Regions from separate parts of the Mus musculus genome. Here all the other regions are linked to region 3. The links are chromatin contacts, called in public ChIA-PET and promoter capture Hi-C maps. All regions are on one chromosome and are shown on one strand. The core of a region is the stretch at or near the end of the contact, and the rest is flanking DNA. Distances in the headings are between cores, read along the strand shown. Region 1 has its middle 220 kb from the start of Rasa1. Region 2 overlaps Rasa1 (RAS p21 protein activator 1). Region 3 holds the start of Cox7c (cytochrome c oxidase subunit 7C).

Region 1 (3,001 bases), core at 407-2,906, 540 kb after region 3:
TGGGGAAAGATAACTCACACATATTAAACAGAAGTGTAAGTGCAAAATTCAGGTTTGTTGAAATAAGGATCTGACCAGTAGTGGAAACTAGAAAAGGAAAAGAAAGAGTGAACTTACAAAACATGGATAAAGGAGAGTCCTGAGAGACTAGATAGACAAGGGACCATAATGATGGGATTAAGAGGGGCCCTATGACAACCTAACTTGTGGCAACAGCAAAGATGTGGTTCTCAATAGTGATCTAAACTTTCAGCCCTGAAAGCTCTGGAAATGTGGGGACAAAGTCAACTGGACCGTCAACCTTTGCAGCAATAGTGAAAGAAGCCCAATCTTCAGGTTGTGCCCTGGCAGCATCTCACAGTCCAAAGCAGAATTGGATGATCCCAGGCAAAGATATACACGTTCATCCCTAGAGCCAGGAAGCAAGGCAGGCCCCACAATCAAAACCCAAGCTTAAACCAACGCATACCATAGACTGCGTCTCCAGGTATGGACAATGGGGATTAGAACAGAGGCCCTGGCTGAGAACACTCTAGGGGTTTGAAGGGCTTTCTCTTTCCCTTCCCAGGTTTGACACCTCTTGCTTGGTTTGTCTTGATTTTCATCTCTATTGTGTGTCCTCAGATCCACTGAATTAGAGATGACCTGGTCCTCGGTCATCTCAGCCAGCTCCTGAGAATAGGAACTAGCTCCCAAACACTTAACAGAAAGCAGAAGCTATTGAAACCCCCCTGGAGACCCACAGCAAAGCCACCCCTTGTAGGTGAAGTCACATCAGCCTCCAGTTTCCTATTTCAAGAACCACATTTCCTGTCTTGGCCTTAGATAAGCTGTTTAAGCTGCAAGTGGGGGTGGGGTGGGGGGTGGGGTTGTTCCAGCCTTTGAAATGTGTCACAGCTGCCGCTGCCTTCGGTGACTTTCTGTGCATCTTGACATCTTAAGGAACTTTGAAAACTGTGATACTTGATGACAGTCACCTTCAAGTGGGCCCAGAGTACTCACTTACTCTCTGTCTCTTGGTTGGCATTCTGCTGCCGCTAAGGGTCTTAGAGTTTCCACTTCCTCCTTTGAATCGTTCTGTTCTCTTCACAAATAAAAGTTGCTTCTCATTCTTCACCCTTCTGCCCACTCCATTCTTGGAGGGAGGCAGCATGAGACCAGAGATAAGAAGCAACATCTCAACAAGAAAACATCAAACAGGACTCCAGGAATCCCTTCCACAGGGAGGTCTAGACAACACTTCTGGGAAACCTTAGAGACACGAAAAATGGAAAAGCTGAAATACTTTTTATATTGGCTATAATTCAAAGCAGTGATTATTGACACCCAATTCTAACTTTTACACCCATTAAATAAGAAATATTATCTTTCTTCTAGGGAGGTTTTTATGTAACTTAACCAAAAATGAAATACAAAGATAAATAAAATTAAATATTAACTAAATACAGAAACTAATAAGCTAAATGGTATTTTTTTTAATCACTCACTGACAGAATTGAAAATAAAGAAATAACAGGAAGTGAGGGCAGTGGGTTAAAATGTCACAAAGAGAAAGCAGGATGCTGAATCTTTAATTATGGGGTGAGTATTATGTGTGGGTTGGGGGTGGTGGTGTGAAGTCAGCTGTAGCCAGAATGCTGAGCTACTGAAGAGGCGGTGGAGCAAACAGCTGCACAGGATATCAAGGAGGAGAGGAAGCCTGTCTATAAGGTAGATGGTAGCACACAAGCCCAGAGACACTAGACAGTAAGTGAAGCAGAGGCAGCCTAAGGCCCTTTCCCCTGCTTCCTAACATAAACATCACTCATTTATTTTTTCCAAGTGTTTGCCAGCCATGTCCTCCAAGGCACAGAGCCCTCATCAGCACTTTCTGTTCTCTTTTTAAAAAAATAATGTCTCTTAACTCTTCTTGGAAAATGCCATGTGTTTGTGTTGCTAAAGACCATTTTACAATTGGAACACTCTTTTAAAAAAAATTGAAAACAGGTACAAGTGTGCTTTTTCGGCTTTGCAGCTCAGGAAGGCCAGATCACAGGCCATTAATAGTAAAACAAATTGAAGCCACTGTACAAACCAGCACAGTAATTTCATAGACTGTCGAACGAATAAGCATTAAGTACTGGAGCAAAGTTCTGCAGACCACCAGTGAAATTACAGAACAAGTACCTGAAACCTAACAGTAACTAGTGACCATGAACTTGCTCTCTACCAAAGTACACACTTTAACATTTAATATTATGCAACAAATCAAAATATAAAGGGTAAGAGCTGTTTGTATTTAATCATTATTTCAAAGACAAGAAAGTCAATTGCCCTGTGTTCAAATTGCCATAATTGTGAAATGGAGGTCATGTTATTATCCACCACAGTTACCTATTGATTAAGATACTACTTGTAAGTCACTTAGTACATTGACTGGGCCATAAAGGGTTGATTAAGTGTAGGATTGGGAGAAATTCCTCCTATCTCCTTAAGCAAGAACAAACAGCCTTCTTCCTACAATTACCAGCATTTCAGGTGGTTATTTGTGATAAGCCCTGTGATGACTTTTGTAAAGGCTTATCAGTTACTGGTAATGTCAGGCTATCAGTTTCATCTTTCATTCTCTTGGAATAAACATTTTTATGCATTATTGATACCAGTCATTTCCTAAAACGAGTGCTTTGGCTGCAATATAGTCCACAACTTAGCAGAACACTAGCCCAGTTCTAGGATCTGAGGAAGCCATGTTGTTTAACAGGATTTGATTCATTTACATGGAAAAAAACAAAAACAAAAATAAAAACAAAACAAAACACAACTATTCCTTTGAAGGGAAACTAACAAACAAAAATAATCTAAAATTAAAAGTGTTTGAAGAATGCAACCAAATTATGAAATTGTAATTCAATTTCACTATCTTGGTCAAAACAGCAGTTCACCTCTTTAGACTTTTTATAACAGTGTGAGATTTCAAATTATAGTATCTTAGCATCAAGGAATAGGTTTACTTCAATCATGC
Region 2 (2,989 bases), core at 388-2,887, 770 kb after region 3:
GCTTCCAGGACTAGGTCTAGGTTAGCAGATCAGGGAGACAACAATTATTATAGGAGAATAAAAGTTACATTTGCAACTTATGATATTTGTACTTATTCTTGATTATGAGAATCTAGAATGCTACTTGTACTTGACTCTTTTAAGCCTCCGGTAGTCTTCCTCTGAGTTTTCTAGTTGGATTTTGGGTTTTTCAGTTCCATCTTCATTTTAGCTTGAGCCTTCTTCATAGTTTATATCTTTATTGAGTTCTTTTCTAAGTCCTATCCTGTCTTTGTTACCCCCATCAATCTCCATGTGATTTCTTGAGCATAACTCAAGTGTTCATTTTCCTTAAGTTCTTCCTCTTAATTTCGGTGGGCTGTTTTTTAAATTAATTAATTCATTGTGTGTGTGAGTTTCTTCTTTAAGCTTCTTGAATTTTTTTTTTTTCTTTTGGATGAAGCTTGTGATTTTTCTAAAATTCTGTCTCTTGGATAATTCTCATTTGATTGACATTTCTACAGAAATGGTAGATTTTGGAGAGCGATACTGGCTTGAGATTTCATATTGTTCCTAATTTGGAGATGAGATCTGGACCACGTGAAGTTCCTTTATTAGTTCTAAGTTTGATATGGACAGAGCTGGTTAGGTCAGAAGAGAGGATGCTTGTGGGGATTGAGTCTGGTTGGTGAATTGTTTGGGTAGAATGAAGTTAGGTTGACAGGAGGCTGGGCTGGTGTGGTCTAATCTTAGACTGGTGGTAGATCTGGCTTGGTGGAGAGGTTGGATATGCATCAGAGTGGACTGTGAGTTGGGTAGGCAGGACCAGTCTTGGTGGGAGCCTAGAATTTGGTTTCTGAGCAGGCCTAGGTGGCCAGACTAAGGTGGGGCACTGGATGGGGACCTGGGAGCCAAATCTAGCAGGGTGCATGGATGGGCGGGGTCAGGGAGAACCTGCAAACAGAGGAGAAGGGTGTGCAGGGTTTGACTGTGCTGCAGTAGTAATATTTTATGTAACTAAAGTACAGCATCAAACCAAGAAACTAACATAATCCACTTACTCATGTTTCCTTAGCTATGTACATGTATATTTAGTCCTGTTCAGTTTTGTTACATGCGTAGGTATATGTAATTATCACCACACTAGAAGTAGAGAATAGTTTTGTCATCACCAGGCTGCTTGTGATGTTCTTGTGTGACTAACCTTTCCCTCCTTCTCATACTTTTCCATAACCTCTGGCAACTACTTAACTGCTTTTCATTTTTTCATTTAAAGGAGGCTATATAAATGGAACCCTAGTATGTTTAACATTGACATTTGTCTCTCAGGAAAATGCTGTCCAGCTTCAACAATGCTGTTGAATATACCAATATTTTGTTTTTTTTCATTGCCAATTAGTATTGTGGTATTTACAAAAGGTACAAATGTAACAATGTAACCATTCAGTCACTGGTGAACATTTGCCTCCTTTTAGTTTAGGCTACTATGAAAAAATGCTGCTGTAAGCCAAAATTTCTTGTTATATTAAATAAATGTCCATGAATACAGTTTCTGCATTCTGTGGTAAGTGCATGTTTGCTTTCTGTAAGAAGCTGCCCTCTGTTTTCTAGCATGTCTACATCCCTTCTTTGTGTGTCCTATTGTATCACACTCTGCCTTATTCCCTTGCTACAGGGAGTCCCACTGAACCTGGAGCTAGTCTGTCCACCAGCAAGTCCCAGCAGTCCTTCTCTCTTTGCCAGTCACAGCACAGTGGGTTATAGATGCTCACAGCCATGCCTGACTGTTGGTGTGATTTATGGGATCTGAACTAAAGTCTTCTTGCTACCTATCTCTTTAGCCTCTTGCTTTATCTCTTGCTAATCTATCTCTTTAGCCTCTGCTTTATTGTTTTTTTAATCCCACCAGCAATACACAAATGATCCTGTTTCTCTCTATCTTCATCAGCATTTAGTATCACTCTGTTAATTTTAGACTTTGTGATAAATGTTCATGATAACTCATTAGGGTTTCAATTAACTGTTTCCTAATGACTAACAGTGTTAAATATTTTCAGGAGCTTATTTGCTACCTATATATTCTCTCTAGTGAAATATCTTTGTCCCATTTCTAGTGGTTTTTTATTTCTAGTACTGTTACTTAAAACAAAAACTCAATTTTTAAATTACATTTTTACTTTCAGGTGTGAGTACATTTAGGTCCCATGTTGCACAAGGAAAATTCAGAAGACAACCGGTGGGAGTTGGTTCTCTCTTCACTGTGTAGGTCGTAGGTGTCAAAATCAGATTGTCAGGTTTGGTAGCAGGTGCCTTTACCTACTGAGCCACCTTGATTGCCATTTAAAAAAATTCTCTTTTAGGCTTAGAATTTTTTTTGTTAAGTTTCAATATATATATATATATAAACATTTTTTTCCCAAAATTTTAGTTACTTGCTTTTTGTGTATATGCTTCACAAAGATTTTCTTTCAGCCTGTAGGTTGTCTTTGCCTCTTCTTGATGGGTTCTCTTTTAGAACAAGCACTTTCTTTGCTAGCATCGGACAAGTCAGGCTTTTTATAGAAGGTGCTTGTAATGTTAAGTCTAAGAGTTTATGCTTAGAATAAGTCACATAGATTTGTTATGTAAATTTTGAAGATAATGGCAGCATTCTTGTAACACTTAGTGACTGAATAATTCTGATCTCATAATATGGAGAAGACATTTTCTTTCTTGCATTTTTTGGAAGTTTATGAAGTACTTCTATTGATTGATTTTTAGATATTTGGTAAAATTCATCAGTGACACTATCTGGCTCTGGATTTTTAAAAAAAGTTTGGAATTAGGAATTTAATATGAATGTAAACTATCATCTTATTTTTGTTGCATGATTTTTGATGCATTTATATTCTATTTGGTTTAGTTTATGAATATATAATTATACAATTCTCTAATTCCTGTGTGTGAGTATGTATATATGAATGGATGAATATAGGCTTGTGTGTGTGTGTGTTTGTGTGTGTGCAGTGGA
Region 3 (3,289 bases), core at 49-2,548:
AGAATTTGCAACTATGTTTAACAGGCAGATTCATAAATATGTAGATGACAGATAGATGATAGATAGATAGATAGATAGATAGATAGATAGATAGATAGATAGACAAACCAACAGACTGACAGACTGAGAGCTAGATGACAGAATGTAGTCCTGTGATTTGCTTAACTCCTGTTACTTTCTGAGCCTTAGTAGCTTGAATGAAATATTTTTACACATCTCTTAGGATATAGTTTCAGCCAAATTTTATCATCAAATATGAACCATATTTAGACTAATCTTAATTTAACAAGTCTATGTGGTGTTCTTCTAAAAATTATAATTTTTAATTATAATATGATTACAGCATTTCTCCATTTCTCTTTTCTCCCTCCAACCCCTTTCATGTACCCTGCCTTGTGTTCTCTTTCAAATTCATGGTTTCTTCATTTCATCCGGTATTGTTACATACATAAGTAATATTATACAGACTGAAAAGGTTATATTTATATATTTAGAGATACACACAGTGACCCCCTTTTCAAACGATATTCTCACAAAAGGTGGGATGGGATAGGGAGTTTGGGGGGGGATTGGTAAAGGGAATAACATTTGAAATGCAAATAAAGAAATTATCCAATTTAAAAAAAAAACAATAATCTACGAGTGTCTAGTAGCCTTGGCTAATGTTGATGCTCCATGAAACTGTTATGTTCAGCAGGAATAAACCAATTCCTAATCCAGGGAATCTCCAGAAGTCAGAAGGTTCTTGTGTCTTCTCCAACCTAATCATGCTGCGCATAGGAGTTTCTATCTGTATGTCCTCTTATATCCAATTTCTATACCTTCAAAAAAACCAGGTCTTAGCACTTCAGTCCAGTTTTCACTACGGCATCCTTTGTGCTACATACTGTTTGATCAGTTGCTTGTGTTCCCTCAGACAGGACTATAATGCACATCTTTCAACCTTGGCAAAGAACCATAATCAAAATGACTGATATACTCACAAGAAAATAATTTTATTTCTTGTTCCATTAACTTGAACACACATGTTAAAGCAGCTTTAGTTTCTTCAATAAATTGTTTCTGGAAACAAATCCCAAGAATCCTAGATCTGAACTCATAGGACAGCTCAGGTCCCATTGAATCACTAAAGGTAAGTTATCACTTGGTGCTGGTGCGCGCTCATTCTAGAGCCAGACTACATTTCCCACAATCCATCGGAGCCGATATGGCGCCCGGTATTATCTAAACTACAAAGCCCACAAACCTCAGAGCCCGCCGGTTGAGTACGTTTCAGGAAGTTCCTGTTGTAACTCCCATCTTCCCTTTCGGTCTTCGCGCTCTGCCGAGCAAGGTCGTGTAGAAAGGGGAGTTAGGTGGTACGGCCATTTCTTCCGCCTTCCGTGTCTGCGGCCCTCGCAGAACTTCCAGCAGCGACATGTTGGGCCAGAGTATCCGGAGGTTCACGACCTCCGTGGTCCGTCGCAGCCACTATGAGGAGGGTCCGGGGAAGGTGAGTGAGGCTCGGCTGCCTAGGGGCAAGGTGACGCTCGGCGGCCGGCCTGGAGCGTGTGGGGAGGGAAGTGACTGTCCAGGAGCTCGGGGAGACACTCAGGCCCCTCAGTCCACACCCCGGGGAGAACTGGGAAGCACGGCGCCTAGCCGCTGCCTCCACGCCGCCTGTCAGCCGCAGAGCGAGGCCTGGAAGGTTCGGTGGGAGCTGGGCGGCGTCGGAGATTGAAGGTCATTGGAAACAAAAGAAGAGGGCCTGTGGCTGGTTATTAGCGCTTTAAACCAGCAAGCCACGTTTGAAGCGGCGATCCTCGGTTAGGCCCGGTTTAGCCCCCAGTGTAAGTAAACGGAGTACTTAGTGGTGACTGCCCCGGAATTGTTAGGTGAAGCCTGGTAAAGGGAAGAGAGAGGATGTGGAATAGGAAAAAGAGAAAATTGTACTGTGATTGATACTGAAAATTCGAATAACAACGGACGAGAATGATGTGTTTGTTTCTAAAAGTTACTACTTCGGAGAGTAATTTTTTTTTCAAATATTAAAACCAAAAAGACCCTTACACTTAATAGGGCCTACCAACTGGTATTCAGAAAACCTGCGTGTTAAATTAAAATGAAAATGTTCTGTCGAATGCAGCTGATTATAAAATACGTGGTTGCTCCCGACCCTTTTATTAGAGCAAGTTCAGATGCTTTGAACGAATGTTTTTTGCCGTGTTCTCTCTTTCTCAACAGAATTTGCCATTTTCAGTGGAAAACAAGTGGCGGTTGCTGGCTATGATGACCGTGTACTTTGGATCTGGGTTTGCCGCACCTTTCTTTATAGTAAGACACCAGCTACTTAAAAAATAAGGATATTTAATTCATCCCTTTAACAGGTAATTAGTAAGCTTCTAATTTTCCTAAAACAGTAATTTCTGTTCTATACCCTATACACTCTTCCACAACATGCAAGTAGATAGTTGTCTCCAGATTCCTTAAGGTTAAGTGTAAATGTCATATTGGTAGAGGCAATTTGGAAAACCTATTAAAAAAATAAAGTATTGATCAGTAAAGGTCAGTATTTTACAAGTACTCCTTGACCCCAATAATCTGAATATATATTATGCAACACACCTCTAAGATAAGTAGTATTAAAACCCCATTGAAGACACAGAGATAATTGATTGAGTTTCAATAGCTAGTAGCACTAGTGTAGGGTTCCTACAGAGGATAATCTTGTTCTATGAATCACACTTCATAAATCAGTGTTGTGTCTTCTACAGAAATAATTGAATCTTCAGCGACAAAAGTGCACTAAGGATAGCCAACCTTTGACATTACCAAATGGTATTGACATCTACAAAGTTGATGGGAAAGAAACCCTGAAATGTTCCAGTGTTCTTTTCATTTCTACCACTCCTAGTTATCTATTTTATGGTATTAAAGTTGGTATATCAGTTGGTCTGCTGAGGTTGAAAAACTTAATAAGTTTCTCCATAGACATGTTGCATAGTGGTAGCCTAGATCCCTTCATATACATATGTGTTTATTTAGCATAATTCATGAAAATTTTGGTACATGTGATGAAGCAAATCAGTATGAATAAAATGATACTGTAAACGCTTTCTGATGTATCATCAAATTGATAGATGATATGAAATTGCTGTAACTTGTAAAGTCGGGCTTCTAATGCCATTTTGTTTTTATTTTGCAGAATGAAGAAAGTTTAAGAGATGATCTGAAAATTGGATTAAACTCTTGAACTCTTATACTAGAAAAAATTGTAAATAAACTAATGACATAAAGATTCAATGCCTCG

Evidence for each region. Promoter capture Hi-C pulls out the DNA fragments that hold promoters and counts their contacts. ChIA-PET counts read pairs in DNA pulled down with a chosen protein or histone mark.
Region 1: a promoter capture Hi-C map of pre-B cells shows a contact between it and region 3. The contact joins the enhancer-like site here to the promoter of Cox7c in region 3. A contact is called at or near these places in 2 of 39 promoter capture datasets (the C10 cell line and pre-B cells), 3 of 484 Hi-C or Micro-C datasets (CD8 T cells, the G1E-ER4 cell line and LSK cells), 3 of 115 datasets of contacts at active chromatin or transcription factors (double positive thymocytes, effector CD8 T cells and memory CD8 T cells) and 2 of 9 other capture datasets (liver and macrophages).
Region 2: a contact with region 3 is called in an RNA polymerase II ChIA-PET map of memory CD8 T cells, with 6 times the contacts expected there. The contact joins the enhancer-like site here to the promoter of Cox7c in region 3. A contact is called at or near these places in 4 of 39 promoter capture datasets (3T3-L1-derived adipocytes, liver and pre-B cells), 8 of 484 Hi-C or Micro-C datasets (B cells, CD4 T cells, bone marrow-derived macrophages and 5 more), 1 of 115 datasets of contacts at active chromatin or transcription factors (memory CD8 T cells) and 2 of 9 other capture datasets (adipose tissue and liver).

What each region holds. Positions count from the first base shown.
Region 1 is chr13:85,505,741-85,508,741 of GRCm38.p6, reverse strand. No RefSeq gene overlaps it. Among named protein-coding and RNA genes, the nearest start is that of Rasa1, 220 kb to the right of the region's middle. Within about 2 kb of position 1,656, at least 118 of the 459 cell types and tissues checked have an H3K27ac peak or open chromatin away from gene starts, as enhancers often do. A contact at or near this core is called in CD8 T cells, the G1E-ER4 cell line, LSK cells and 4 more, where this site is marked.
Region 2 is chr13:85,272,664-85,275,652 of GRCm38.p6, reverse strand. All of the region lies in intron 1 of Rasa1 (RAS p21 protein activator 1), which reads left to right. Among named protein-coding and RNA genes, the nearest start is that of Rasa1, 15 kb to the left of the region's middle. Within about 2 kb of position 1,637, at least 7 of the 459 cell types and tissues checked have an H3K27ac peak or open chromatin away from gene starts, as enhancers often do. A contact at or near this core is called in memory CD8 T cells, where this site is marked.
Region 3 is chr13:86,044,804-86,048,092 of GRCm38.p6, reverse strand. Cox7c (cytochrome c oxidase subunit 7C) reads left to right here and starts at 1,298. Exons shown (of 3, transcript NM_007749.3): 1 at 1,298-1,492; 2 at 2,224-2,366; 3 at 3,185-3,289. The coding sequence starts at 1,418. The coding sequence ends at 2,340. It overlaps Gm22574 (a small nucleolar RNA gene), which reads left to right and starts at 3,045; the gene lies at 3,045-3,104.